2 separate regions of the Arabidopsis thaliana genome follow, and region 2 is linked to region 1. A link is a contact called in public capture Hi-C data. All regions are on one chromosome and are shown on one strand. Each heading gives the region's core, a stretch centred on a gene start, on an enhancer-like site or on the middle of the called end of the contact. The rest is flanking DNA. Distances are from core to core; before and after follow the strand shown. Region 1 holds the start of SQS2 (squalene synthase 2). Region 2 holds the start of ADF9 (actin depolymerizing factor 9).

Region 1 (6,430 bases), core at 1,700-4,199:
TAAGTGTGTTAGTGCATTATTTAAATATCACTCTGCAATTTATCAAACTTAAACTTCAGTAAGAATTCCGGAAAACCAACATTATGAGCATGATGGTTGAATTTATAACTTCATAAAAATGAGAAAACAGAACAACTGAAAAGGAAGAGAGAAAGAACAGAACATTTTGACGGTTGAAGTCGTAGACAATCTTGAATAGACTATCAATTCAAGATTTGATCAAACATTTCAAAAAAGCTAGAAATTATGTTCATGATGACTTCACAAAATCAGAGTCACTTACATTGGTTTGCTTTGAGATATACAACGACTATGGCCAGTAGAAGCACAAACATTACAACCTGCAATTTCAGGAGTAGATTAGAGGAGGAGGATAAGTAACTTAATCCTATATATGAAAGAATTTCTATGGAAGTCTGATACAAATCTGAACTTACAAAGATAGCCTTGGATTGTGTTTCATCGTTAACATAAGATTTTCTGACCAGCATTAAGAAGAAAAAACAGAAAAAGATTCATTAGAACCTCAACCAAAACATATAAGATCATTCTCGTAATAAATGAACATGACAAGATTGGTCAAGTGACTTTGGATCTTCTTTTATTTGATAGAACAACTAGAAGAAACCAAAAAAAAAACAGTCTACCTTTTGTGAAGTCCTCCATTTTCTTTGCAAAATTTCTTGATGGTTTCGAGTCGGTTTAATGTTTTCATAGCATTTGGATCGTTATTGTCAACCTAATATTAAAACACATACAATCTCATCTTCTAGTTACCAACACTATACACAGGAAATGTAGTAACGTATACATACCTTTGTTTGTAGCATGCAAGAAAAATCATAGAACGCACCGTAGACATCATCCATTGTCTTTGTGCGATCAATGACTTTAGCTATTAGACCTACACAATATAATTGTTTGTCAATAAATAATCTTTCACATAGAACATAACTCACAAGTTAATAGCCTTGGGATTCAGATGATGAAATTGTGTCAGATTGAAAACCAATCCCAAGATAAAACATTTTACCTCGTCTCAATCTCACGACACCTCTAAACACTTGTACATTGTTATAGCATAACGCAAGTGTTCCAATCGCCACGATCTAATCCAAATAAACAGAAAATGTCACATCAACATAAACATTTCTCTGGTTGATATTTGAAGCAGAGTAAAATATTAGATTAGAGGGGATGAATTTTGTTTTTTTTCTCTAACCTGAGGGATGGCGCAAGACTGAAATATTGCAGGATCACGCAGTGAAGCCAAGGATTTCAAACAATCTTCAACATGATTCAATGCATTAGTGACCATTTCATTCAAACACTGCACTGCTTTTGTAGCTTTCTCCTCATTTTTGAAGTCCTACATTATTAGAAAGAGTCACATTTGTTTTTTATAATATAAGATCTTCAGATGAGAGCTTGAGAGTGAAGTTTATGTACCTCAAGTTTGTCAACATATTTTCCCCAAATCTCACGAGGCCAAAACATGCGCGACTTTGGTCTCTCATTAATGTCTTCAAGATAATCTTTGATAATGTTTGTTTTCTAGCAAATAAGATATAACATACAAAAGACTTCAAAGATTGCAAAAAACATTTGAGGAAGAAACCTTGTACATGTCAATATTATACCATTGTAATGAATACCTGCAGAAATAAACCTGTAGAATTTGAAATCTGCTTCCAATCTGGAGTCAGTATTTCTAATTCCGAAGCAATGAAGATTTTTGACAAACCTAAACCAACAAGTCCTGCAGCATAATGGCAGTATTCATCATAGTCATCAATTGTTTCTACCTGTCCAATACACAAATAAGTTCAGCTCTTCAGAAGTTTTGATGCTTAACTTCAAAACTGAAAAAAATAAAATCTACATCACAAAGATTCTGTGTATCACAAACCTCCTTGCAAATGAACTTGGCCATTCCTGCACCCATTCTTTTAGTTATATCTTCAATAGCCTCTTGATACCTTTTTTGTATATATAAGTTAGTAAAACAAAACATAAAATTAGTATCACCAAATTCAGTAGATCAATCAATAAATGAGCAAGAACATTTATAAAAAACAGAACAGAATTTGTATATAGCAAATTAACCCTTTTTCAAGTTTCAGAAAAGCTGCAGAAACATGGTGAAATTGGTCCATTAGAAGTTTATACTCTTTTGTACCACCTAAAATTGAATGAAGAGTAATTAAGTTAAAAGAAAAGAATTTCATCTGAAAGGTTAAGATGTGAAAAGTCTCTTCTTATTACTTACATGAAAAATGCCAGTCACCATCGTATATATGACGGTGGAAAGCTATCAGAATTGGAACTTTGATCTCCACTGGTACGCTTGTGTCATCCTCTGTAGTAGCAAAAATATGAGAAGATGATACTAACTTTTTCTATCATCAAGAATTAAAAAACCAAAAGACTTGGAGAAGAAGACTCATCAAATCAAAGGTAATATATGGATACTATAGTTATGAAGCACTAACCAACAGTATCAAGAGCTCGGAGAATCAAGTAGAACACACACACCTAATAAAAACAAAGAAAATGTTTGAAATATTGCTGTAACTAAAAATGTAACATAGCTATATATAGAAAAAAAAAAAAACATACGGCGTTACGAAGCTCGGTGCCAAGTTGTTGAATAACAAGAGAAAAGCTTTTAGAAACTTTGTGAAGAATTGAATAACAGAAAGCTAAGTGTGGCTCAAGTGGAATCTGCTTCTGAGCTTTCGTAATCGCAAGTTTCAACTTCAAGAGCGGATATAACTCATCCGGATGTCTCAAAATCGTACTCAAGCTTCCCATTTTTAGAAACAGAGGAGAAAAAACAGAACTCGTTTGAAACAATGGAGGATTTGTTGGGGAACAAAATGGTAGGCCATGTGCTATAATTCAACAAATATGGCCCTATTAATAAATCAATAGACCCCACGGCCTTTGCATACCTTGCACTTCCACAGAATCGCTATTAGCCTTGCTCTTAAGCTTGCCACGGTGATACATGTTACTGGTCCAACTATGTTCTATTTTTGCATTTAAATTGCTTGCCGCGTGCTACACACTTAACGTTAAAAAGATAAATCTAATCTTGATTCATGTTTTTGTTTTATATACTTTGAAGAGACTTTTTTGCCGACCTAAAAAGAAAGAAGAGATTTCAGTCTTCGATTGTCATTTTTCTTTCTTTCTTATTGCATTTGGATTTTATCTGGTTGTTGTTGGTAAAATTAATCTTAAAACATGCCAAAAGAGAACGAAAGAAGAAACGCAACTAAACAAAGAAAGAACTTTAAACACAAGGAATAAAAATAGATGAACAAATGCACGTTTAGATAACGAAGGTAGTAACTAAAATAGAATCCATGGTTTTAGACTAAACCATGCTTAAACTCTGTTTGTTCTGGAAACAATCTTGCTTAGGATTCAGTGGCGTGAATAAGAATCAACCTAGATTACTTCATCACTCAAATTTGCTCTGAACATCTTGAATGATGGTGATACAATCAGACTCGCTTACATGGATCACTCAGTTTGCTCTGAGATATGCAAAGACTATGGCCAGTAGAATCACAACCATTATAATCTGCATTTTCGGGTAGAATATATAGAATATAAGTTTTATGTATTTTTTTAAAAATGAGATACTTATATGGAAAAGGGAAACTATGTAACTTACAAAGACACTGTTTGGTTGTCCTTTGTCATTAACATAAGATTTTCTGAAAGGAAGAGACACAATGATTCAGCAGAAACCCAACCAGAAAGAAAGATTATGATAATATCATCCTATTCTAGAATACTTGGAAGATTAGTTATAGGTGCTTGTGACCAGTTTCTTAGTGAGAGGATTTAATGCAGCTTTTGGGATTAAATAAAAGACTGTACCTGTTTTGAAGAACTCCAGCGTCTCTGCAGAGTTTCTGAACGGCTTCAAGTCGGTTTAGTGTCTTACTGGCATTTGGATCGTTCTTGTCAACCTATGTCATATATGTCGATAGAAAATTCACATATGATTCTTTTCTTTAAACAGAAACTGAGTGAAAAACTAATCACAAACATGGAACTGATGACTACCTTTGTCTTCAGCATGCAGGAAAAATCATAGAAAGCACCATAGACATCAGCCATTGTCTTTGTACGATCAATGACTTTAGCAGTAAGACCTAAACAATAGATAGTTGTTCAGCGATATTAGCCTTCAGATAATAAGGCTAGCTACTACACGTTCTCAAGCTCGTTGATAATAAAAGATAACGGGTTTTCCTTTCTCATAAATAGAAATTAGGGATTGGCCTACATAATTTCTAAGGCTTAACATCTTACCTCGCCTCAGTTTCACAACGCCTCTGAATACTTGTTCATTGTTATAGCATAATGCAAGTGTTCCAATCGCCATGATCTAATCAAGAAAATACACCCAAGCAAAGCAATATTAACTTCTAAGGCATTCTATATTAGTGCAGACGTAGTTAAAGAGGAGAATACCTAATTCCATATGAAGAGGAAAACAATATAAACAGTTCTCAATGTGAAGTTTAAAGACTTAACAATTATGTGATATTTCGTTCTCTAACCTGAGGGATGGCACAGAACCGAAATATGGAAGGATCACGCAAGGAAACCATGTATTTCAGGCAATCTTCAATATGCATCAACGCATTGGTAACCATTTCATTTAAGCACTGTACGGATTTGTTTGTGTTCTCCTCGTATTTTAAATCCTACATTACAATTTACAAATCACCAAAAAGGCACTGTCAGAAAATAGTCAATATGGGTAACATCAGACCTAAGATGAGAGCTTGAGAGTGGTATGTATGCACCTCAAGCTTGTCAGCATATTTGCCCCAAATCTCGCGAGGCCAAAACATGCGGGATTTTGGTATCTCATTAATGTCCTCAAGATAATCTCTGATAATGTTTGTTTTCTGCAAATAAGACCAGTGTTATAAATCATTCAATGATAGAAATTGTCCGAAATTGCAAAAGATTTGAGGAAGAAGAAACATTGTACACCTCAAAATACATTGTTGTACCTGCAGAAATAAACCCATTGAATTGGAAATCGCCTCCCAATCTGGTGTCAAAACCTCTGATCCTGCAGCGAGGAAGAGTTTCGACAAACCTAAACCAACAAGCCCAGCAACATAGTGGCAGTATTCATCGTAGTCATCAACAGTTTCTACCTGTGTATAATAGTGAAAACTGGATCAACTGGATCGGTAAACAAATGATTTCATTTCTTTACAAAACTTATAAATAAGTTTTGGTACTTTCAATACAATTACTACTTGTCATATCATAGAAGCATCACATGAGGCATTCCAATATTTATGACTTATGAAAAGATTAAGCATGACAGAATTCTAACTGAAACAGAGACCTCAGTCCAGCTCAAGACATTTTGTCACCATAACTCAAAAACAAATCCAACTACGAAAACTGCTCTGTATCACAGACCTCTTGGCAGATAAACTTGGCCATCCCTGCACCCATTCTTCTAGTAATTTCCTCGATAGCCTCTTGATACCTTCATATACAAAAGCATATGTTAAAAATGAGGTAATTAGTATTGTCAGAAAGCAGATAAGAGTATCAACAAATTGAGTAACTCAATAAACGTGAGACAACATGAGCAGAAAAAATCTATAAAGTAGAACAGAAGTGCGTATAGCAAATATTAGAACTAACCCTTTTTCAAGTTCCAAAAAAGCTGCAGAAACATGGTGAAATTGGTCCATTAGAATCTTGTACTCCTTCGTACCACCTAAAGTTGAACAAGTAAAATTTGTCAGTTAGACAGTCAAAGATTAATGGAATGTGAAAGATGAAGATGTTAAGAGACTCTTCAGACTTGCATGAATAATGCCAATCAGTATCGTATATGTGCCGGTGAAAAGCTATCAGGATGGGAACCTTTTCATCAGTTGGTATGCTAGTATCATCCTCTGTCGTACAAAAAATAATATTAGCAGCAGAAGCACGAAGAAGAAAGATGGCTCTAACATAAAAGCATTTCAAAACAGAAATATAGCAGATTTTGGAGAAGCCTCATCGTATCAAGGTAATCTTGAAAGCAAAGTTAAGAGACACTAACCAACAGTATCAAGAGCTCGGAGAACCAAGTAGAACACACACACCTACAAAATGAAAAAAAAAAAAAAATTGAATAAGAAAATGCTGCAAGACTGAACACAGCTACACTGATAGCATGTGATCGAACACACACACCATTTTATATGTGGAAACATATCGAATCATAGTTCACTAAAATACAATCTGCATTTACTGCAGCTCAGAAGAAACTGCAGAATCAATTAATAAGAATCTGCATAACTCATATTGAACTAAGTGGAACACAAACTCTCAAAGCCATCGGATTCTACAGAAGAAACCAATCATCGCCGACGTCAACAATAAA
Region 2 (6,430 bases), core at 1,607-4,106, 110 kb before region 1:
AGATGATTGATCTGAGCAAAGTGGCATTCATAACTATGGTCCATGGATACTTTGACGTTTATTTGAGTTCCCACCTAAAAAATATTATAAGCAGTAAAACAATAAGCAGTGAGGACCCATTTCTTTACTTGGGTTCATTAATATCTATAAATAGATTCTGTAGCGTCTAGTAAAAATGATAGGCCGTATATAGCTACACCATGTAAAAGATTCAAGTACTTAAGCAACTCATATTTTGAGTTAGGGAAAATGAATTTGGTAAGTTCATTGTTTATATTATGATTTAGTGATTAGCATGCTCTATACATGGTCATTACTCATTAGTAACTAAGTAGTATATCGTAAATTTCATGTGAAAGTTGGTCCAAGAAATGGTAACAATTGGTGAAGTTCATTAACCTTGCGTGAGCAAACAAAGGGATGTGAAAGAGGGGTTGAAAGGCACACACATGTCGGAATGGAACCTAATTCTGTAGTCAATAAATGGAAATTTCGTTTCAATAAATTTCACATGCCAATATGAGCATCCAACTAACCATTTGATATTTATGGTCATACAAATATTCAGATTTCTCAGAAGCGGAGTTACCCATGCATAATTTAGTACTATGAAATTTTCAGAAATCACGAAAATTAGTCTGAATTTGGGTTGGTGGTTTCCTAGTTGTGAAATTGAAAAACCTGACCAAGTGTGGATTTATAGAAGATAACAAAAATCAAGTTCTTTGTGGGACGAAGATTGAAAGTTTCGTGGACCTTATATGGGTCCAATGTGACAGGCCAGCGGTATCAACAAAATTATTATTGATATATAAAGTGTAACCCTTTTCAACCGTAAAAGTTGTAAGCTTTTATAAAAGGGGTTCGTTCTTCGACATTGCATCTACTAATAGTTGCTTATCAATGTAATTAAATCTGCTAAAAGTACAATTAGATTGAAACTTTAACTTGTTATAAAATATTATATTTACAAAAAAGTTGTGTCTCAACTAAAATAGGGAAGCTACTAAAGTTTGCAAAAAATGTAAATGATGGGGCACATGAAATGTTGATTTTTTGTTTTCGTCAAGTGGCACATGAAATGTTGAATTGAGATTTAAAGATTTCGAAGTTAAATGTCTCCCATCAATAAACGTACAATTTCATCATTTCGAGGTTAATGTGGGTGGGTCCCACCAAAACGAGATGCAAAATTAATTCTGCTTTCGTTGAGAGTTGAACTCAAGACCTCCCGCTTACTAAACGGGTGCTCTAACCAACTGAGCTACGAGAGCCTTTCTGTTGAGCTAGTAGAATTCTATATAATTAAATAGATACTAGAAAAGGTTTTTGGGCTGAGTTGGGTTTTAGTTTTAGTAATTATTGGGCCTAGACTCAAGTGAGTGTAGTTCATATACAAATGTGTAGACCGGTCCAACTATTTTATGTTTCATTGCCTCGTCACAAAAATTCAATTTGAGAATTGAAAGATTTGGATCATGGGACGTGGGCTTGTAGATGAACAATACAATTTGAGTTGTTTAAGATCTATTTCTCAATTCCGATATTCAGCACAAGAACTAGACCCAACCCGAAAAACTTTTAGTAACTTTTACTATTTGATTTGATACTTAAATTTACTGATGCCTTGCTTGAACTGTCTTACAAAAATCAAAACTTTATCCTCATGCCTCAGTTCAAGTCAAACATATTAAAACTTTTTTCTTTTTATTAGCATTAGTGACAAAAAGAGACAAAATAACATTCAACATAGTTTTTAAAAAACTAAACAACAACAATTAAACTGAAACACTAATAATAGTTTAGTACTATTGTCAACAAAATAGAAGTAAATCATTTTGTTTGACAACCAAAGGGAAGAGGTTAAGCACTAAATAACATTAATAGATAATTAATTGCTGCTCATAAGTCATAACTGTTAAGAACAGCTAGTTACTGACGATATAACTCCAGTTATGTGTTGTGATCATTTGGCCCGGTCCTGGATTTTATCAAATCCCATCTCGGTTGGGTCGGTGGCTTGAAGCTCGTAGTGAACACCATCCAACACTCTTCTCAGTCCGCTCTTCGACGTCGCGTACATCATCTTCTCCCTTATCCTTGAAGCCTCCGGCGACCTATTCCAATAACAACCACATTATGGATTGATTAAGTTTCAGTGGTTTTACTAGTTTTTCGACTTAAGATATAAAGTAAACCATTTTTTAACCAAACAGAATCAATTATCTTGATTGGTTTTATTCGGTACGGTTATATTTGATCAAACCGGCCTTGGGTTAAAAAGCCTGGGCTTAGGACATCCAAATGACCATTTTATCCTTTGATGATCATCGAGTGAGACGATAGAACTATATGGTGGGAAAAGGGTAAAATCGACAATTCGAGAAATCGAAAAGACAAGAGATAGTGACACTAACCAAGTTATGAAGAAGATCTTGCTCATACGACAGTTATCGACGGTGACGTAATCGAAATCAAACACGGCGTAACGACAGTCATCCTCCGGCAAAGAAGCAGCGAGATCGTCGTAGCTCTCGCCGGCGGCACCAACCTTGTCGACGGTGACTTTCCGAGACTTCTCCTCGAGTTTGTAAACGACGTATCTATGCACTTTCTTCCATTTCATCTCCATGAACGATTTCTTGCAATCATCCGTCATCCACATACCACTCGTCGCCTATATACCAATCATCCAAAATATTTTCTTTTAGATTCATTAAATCAAAAGTGGAAAAAATAGAGAAAGTTTGTATATTGTTACCGTCTTCAAAGCCATAGTGAGCTAAGATGATGTCTTCTTGTTCTTTCGTTATATTTTGAGTGTAGAGAGCTTTTTGTTTTGCTGTGTGTGGTGTTGAGGAGATCAGTGTAGTTTGGTGGACTTATATAAAGAAGTGCTTAAATCATTGCCATTGAGTTTCTTTAATTATTACCAAATTACCAGCCCCTGAAATTGGAATTTGATGTGTAATATATAAAAGTTAACTTCATATATTTTTCTTTTTAAAATTAATTTTAGAACCTTTTTTTAGTGGTTATAGTTAAGAACAACCTATATATAGTTCTTTTTTATTCAGTAAAAAAAACAGTCATAAGAAGTACTACTAATTATTTCTTTTAAATTTGAATTTGTGTGGGGAATACCAAAGTAACTACTGATTGCTGGTAATTAATGTTTCCAGTGACTAATGAGAAAAAACAACTTGGGATGGAAAACTTATCATCATATATATGTTCAGAATTGGGAAAATCACCAATTAAAACTATATTAAGTGTTTTTAAAAATAAAATATTTTTCTTCTTTACCAAATTAACGTTTCAATTTGCTAGCTGTGTTTTTTCCCGTGCGTGTACCAATGTTATAATTACACAGTTACACTTGCTTTGTTTTATTCACATATAATTTAAAAATAGATAACAATTAAATACTACTATATGTATATAATTTTGTTTCTTAATATTGAATTTATTTTATTCAGAAAAGGTTAAATATTGCCAACAAACTTGCAAAATATCACTTAGTAAATTACTAGCATATATTGCTGAAGACATTAATCCTTTTCTGAAAAGAAATCTTTTAAACCTCAACATATTTTAAGAAATAATATAAAATATAATAATCTTAAAAGTTAACAACATTATAATCGAAAAACACATACTGTATATAGTTGTTTTACCACTTGGTTTAACGAATATTGTTTTCATGTTCTTACTAGTCTCTTAGATTAGACAATGCTAAGAAATCATAAACTTATCATGGAGCATTTGATATCGTTTTCGAATTTCTGTTTGAAGAGCCTAACCAAGGAAATTAACATACGGTTTAACTAAATTCATCACTAAACCATGCGAGTGGTCACCATCTTAGTTATCGTTTTCGTTTTTTTCTTTTTCAAGTTAACTATTATGCTGAGTTTAGAGAAGATTTAGCGAATATGAATTTGGGAGTTGCAGAAGATAAATCCGTCTTAAAAATAAAGTGGCAACGTTATTACTAATGAAGATGATTAAACAAGAATTGAATGATCCGAAGATGTGTAAACGGACAAAAATAGGACGCGATGAATCGAGTGAAGCTGGTCCCAAATAGTAGGATTGGATCCAATGCCAACATTCTCATTGATCTCTCCAATCTTGTGTTACTCAAAACTCAAGCGACCCTTTGCGTGGAAGCTAAGGAATGAAATTTCACTAGAGAATTTATAATATTATTGGATAATAAAATAAATTGGGTTGGAAAAACCTAACTTGAAAACGTCAATTATTTCTTGGGATGAACAACAAAAACGTTAAGCAATAGTTATAAACTTCATTTTAAGTTCCTAAACGAAAACTTCAAGTCTCTGATTTTCAATCTTATAATGACGCATTAGATGTGAGAGTCGAGCTCGAATTGACACTTCTATCGATTAAAAGATGTTGGTGTTGGTTTGGAAAAGGAAGAAGAAGATATTCATATGGCGACCATCAATAATTAGACGTCTAATTCACATTGTTTGATCAATTGAATATCAACCGTAATATTCTGTGCCGGTAAATAAAGGGTTCACCGAATATAACCTAAAGATACGTTGAAAGCCGCTACACAATTCCAAGAAGAATTTTGCAGTCCCAAAATCTTAGTCTTCCCATGAAACTGTCTAGTGCATGTATGGTTTACGTTGAGCAATTCAGACCATTAACTGTATCATGCCATACGTCTGCATGAATATATATATGTTTTGTTCAATGAAGTTATATAGATAAGATAGATTTTTGGATATTTTATGATGATATGCACATGAATATGAGTTTGCATGGACCCCTACCTGTCATTATTCGGGTGCAATTAAAATAGCCCAAACACTAAAATCTAAAGCTATGGAAGAATTATATGGGCGCATAAGGTCGACAGTACTAACACTTCCTGCTCCCCTTTGTTATCTCTAGAGATATAATATGTAATGTTTATAGGCTATCTATGAACTGAATATGAAATAATTGACTAGTGGTTTACAAATAGTTCTCAAGCTGGAAGAGATTGAGGGGACATAACCATGACTGTATACATATGTGGATAACAATAGCCCATGCACGAGTTTGATGAGGTGTAAGTAGATAATACCATTAGCATGTGTCGATATGTCTTATGATTTCTAATTGATTAATTTCTCTTTTGTAGTTTGTTATTGGGAGGATTTGTTTGTACATTTGGTGGCTTGTCTTCTAAAGTTGTTCAATAGTTAGGCTTTGACTTGTTCACAATACTTGTGTTCGTTTCTTCTTTGTATTCATCTCTTCTTTTATCACACCATCAATCCTATTCATTCATTTTTTTATTTTTTTTTGTTGCAATAGTTTCATTCTATATATCGAGTAATCCCAACCTTAAACTTGTGAAATTGTAGGTCTTGATTTGAGTGTAAAGAGGTTTAATTAGATATGTCAATATAATTATATTTTAACCCAACTAATAAAGGCATAATTCAGGAACAATTTTTTTTATTAAAAATGTTAATCAACGAATTTTTTTTTATTTTTTTTTTCTCCCGGAAAAGCGAGTAGAAGAATAGTAAGAACTAGTTGGCAAATTGTTTTGATACTTTTGGATGTTTATGTATGTCAGAATTGTATCATACGTAAGAGGTGAAAATAATGATAGAATGTATACAATAATTCAACTCATAATAAATATATCTACATAACTGAAGTAGAGTGAACTAAAAATCATATAAATAAAGTCTAGAAAAACCTCAAGTGAAAAGCTACAGATGCTTCCAGGCCCAGCTTTAAACACTAACTACAGTGACATTGCGTTCAGAATTCAGATCATCACATGTGCAAAACTATAAATAGAAAGAAAATACAGAGACAGAATCTCACAGGAACAGAACCAGATTTGTCGTAGTGCTGTGTATCTTAGGTTTGTCTTTGTCATCTCTCTTCATCCCATTTGTCTTTAGGGATCTCTCCAGAATCAGCAATCACAACTTTCTTCCTGGGTTTGCCACTGTAAGTTCCAGCTCCACCTTCAATGGCGAATACATTGTCCATTCCTTGTATCACCTTTCCCAACACCACATGTTCTCCTTCCAACCTGCAACACAGTTTTCACAATCATCAAAATTTACCTTTTACAAATTCAACACTGAAATCCACAAGATTATCTCATGTGTTTTGAATTCACGTGTTATTCTAGAGTACAATTCGAATGCATAATCTTGTCCATGGTGCATCAAGGTTCGATCCCAGAGGATAGTTACATGACTTTCCCAAGACCAAAAGTGAAACTGAGTGTGCCTGCCTTAAATTTGGAGTTCTTACACTCATTGTGCATGAGAGTTATTATGAGAGTAGAGCTTACCAGCTAGCCTTAACAGTAGTGATAAAGAACTGCGAGCCATTAGAATCCGGTCCTGTATTAGCCATTGCTACCATACCTACACATACA

What was found. Capture Hi-C pulls out chosen DNA fragments and counts their contacts.
Region 2: a capture Hi-C map of seedling shows a contact between it and region 1, with 1.7 times the contacts expected there. The contact joins the promoter of ADF9 here to the promoter of SQS2 in region 1. A contact is called at or near these places in 1 of 26 Hi-C or Micro-C datasets (seed embryo) and 1 of 3 other capture datasets (seedling).

The regions. Positions count from the first base shown.
Region 1 is chr4:16,538,761-16,545,190 of TAIR10.1, reverse strand. It overlaps SQS2 (squalene synthase 2), which reads right to left and starts at 2,949. Exons shown (of 13, transcript NM_119631.3): 1 at 2,620-2,949; 2 at 2,493-2,535; 3 at 2,270-2,359; 4 at 2,107-2,182; 5 at 1,910-1,979; 6 at 1,656-1,805; 7 at 1,450-1,554; 8 at 1,223-1,369; 9 at 1,034-1,109; 10 at 816-904; 11 at 648-739; 12 at 438-480; 13 at 1-341. The coding sequence starts at 2,814. The coding sequence ends at 276. SQS1 (squalene synthase 1) reads right to left here. Exons shown (of 13, transcript NM_119630.4): 2 at 6,107-6,149; 3 at 5,868-5,957; 4 at 5,701-5,776; 5 at 5,470-5,539; 6 at 5,046-5,195; 7 at 4,833-4,937; 8 at 4,584-4,730; 9 at 4,333-4,408; 10 at 4,084-4,172; 11 at 3,895-3,986; 12 at 3,686-3,728; 13 at 3,167-3,592. The coding sequence ends at 3,536. AT4G34660 (SH3 domain-containing protein) reads left to right here. Exons shown (of 10, transcript NM_119632.4): 10 at 1.
Region 2 is chr4:16,650,130-16,656,559 of TAIR10.1, reverse strand. ADF9 (actin depolymerizing factor 9) reads right to left here and starts at 2,856. Exons shown (of 3, transcript NM_119663.4): 1 at 2,762-2,856; 2 at 2,418-2,677; 3 at 1,605-2,117. The coding sequence starts at 2,776. The coding sequence ends at 1,967. It overlaps AT4G34960 (Cyclophilin-like peptidyl-prolyl cis-trans isomerase family protein), which reads right to left. Exons shown (of 6, transcript NM_119662.4): 5 at 6,344-6,419; 6 at 5,531-6,076. The coding sequence ends at 5,914. AT4G34975 (a tRNA gene) reads right to left here and starts at 1,274; the gene lies at 1,201-1,274.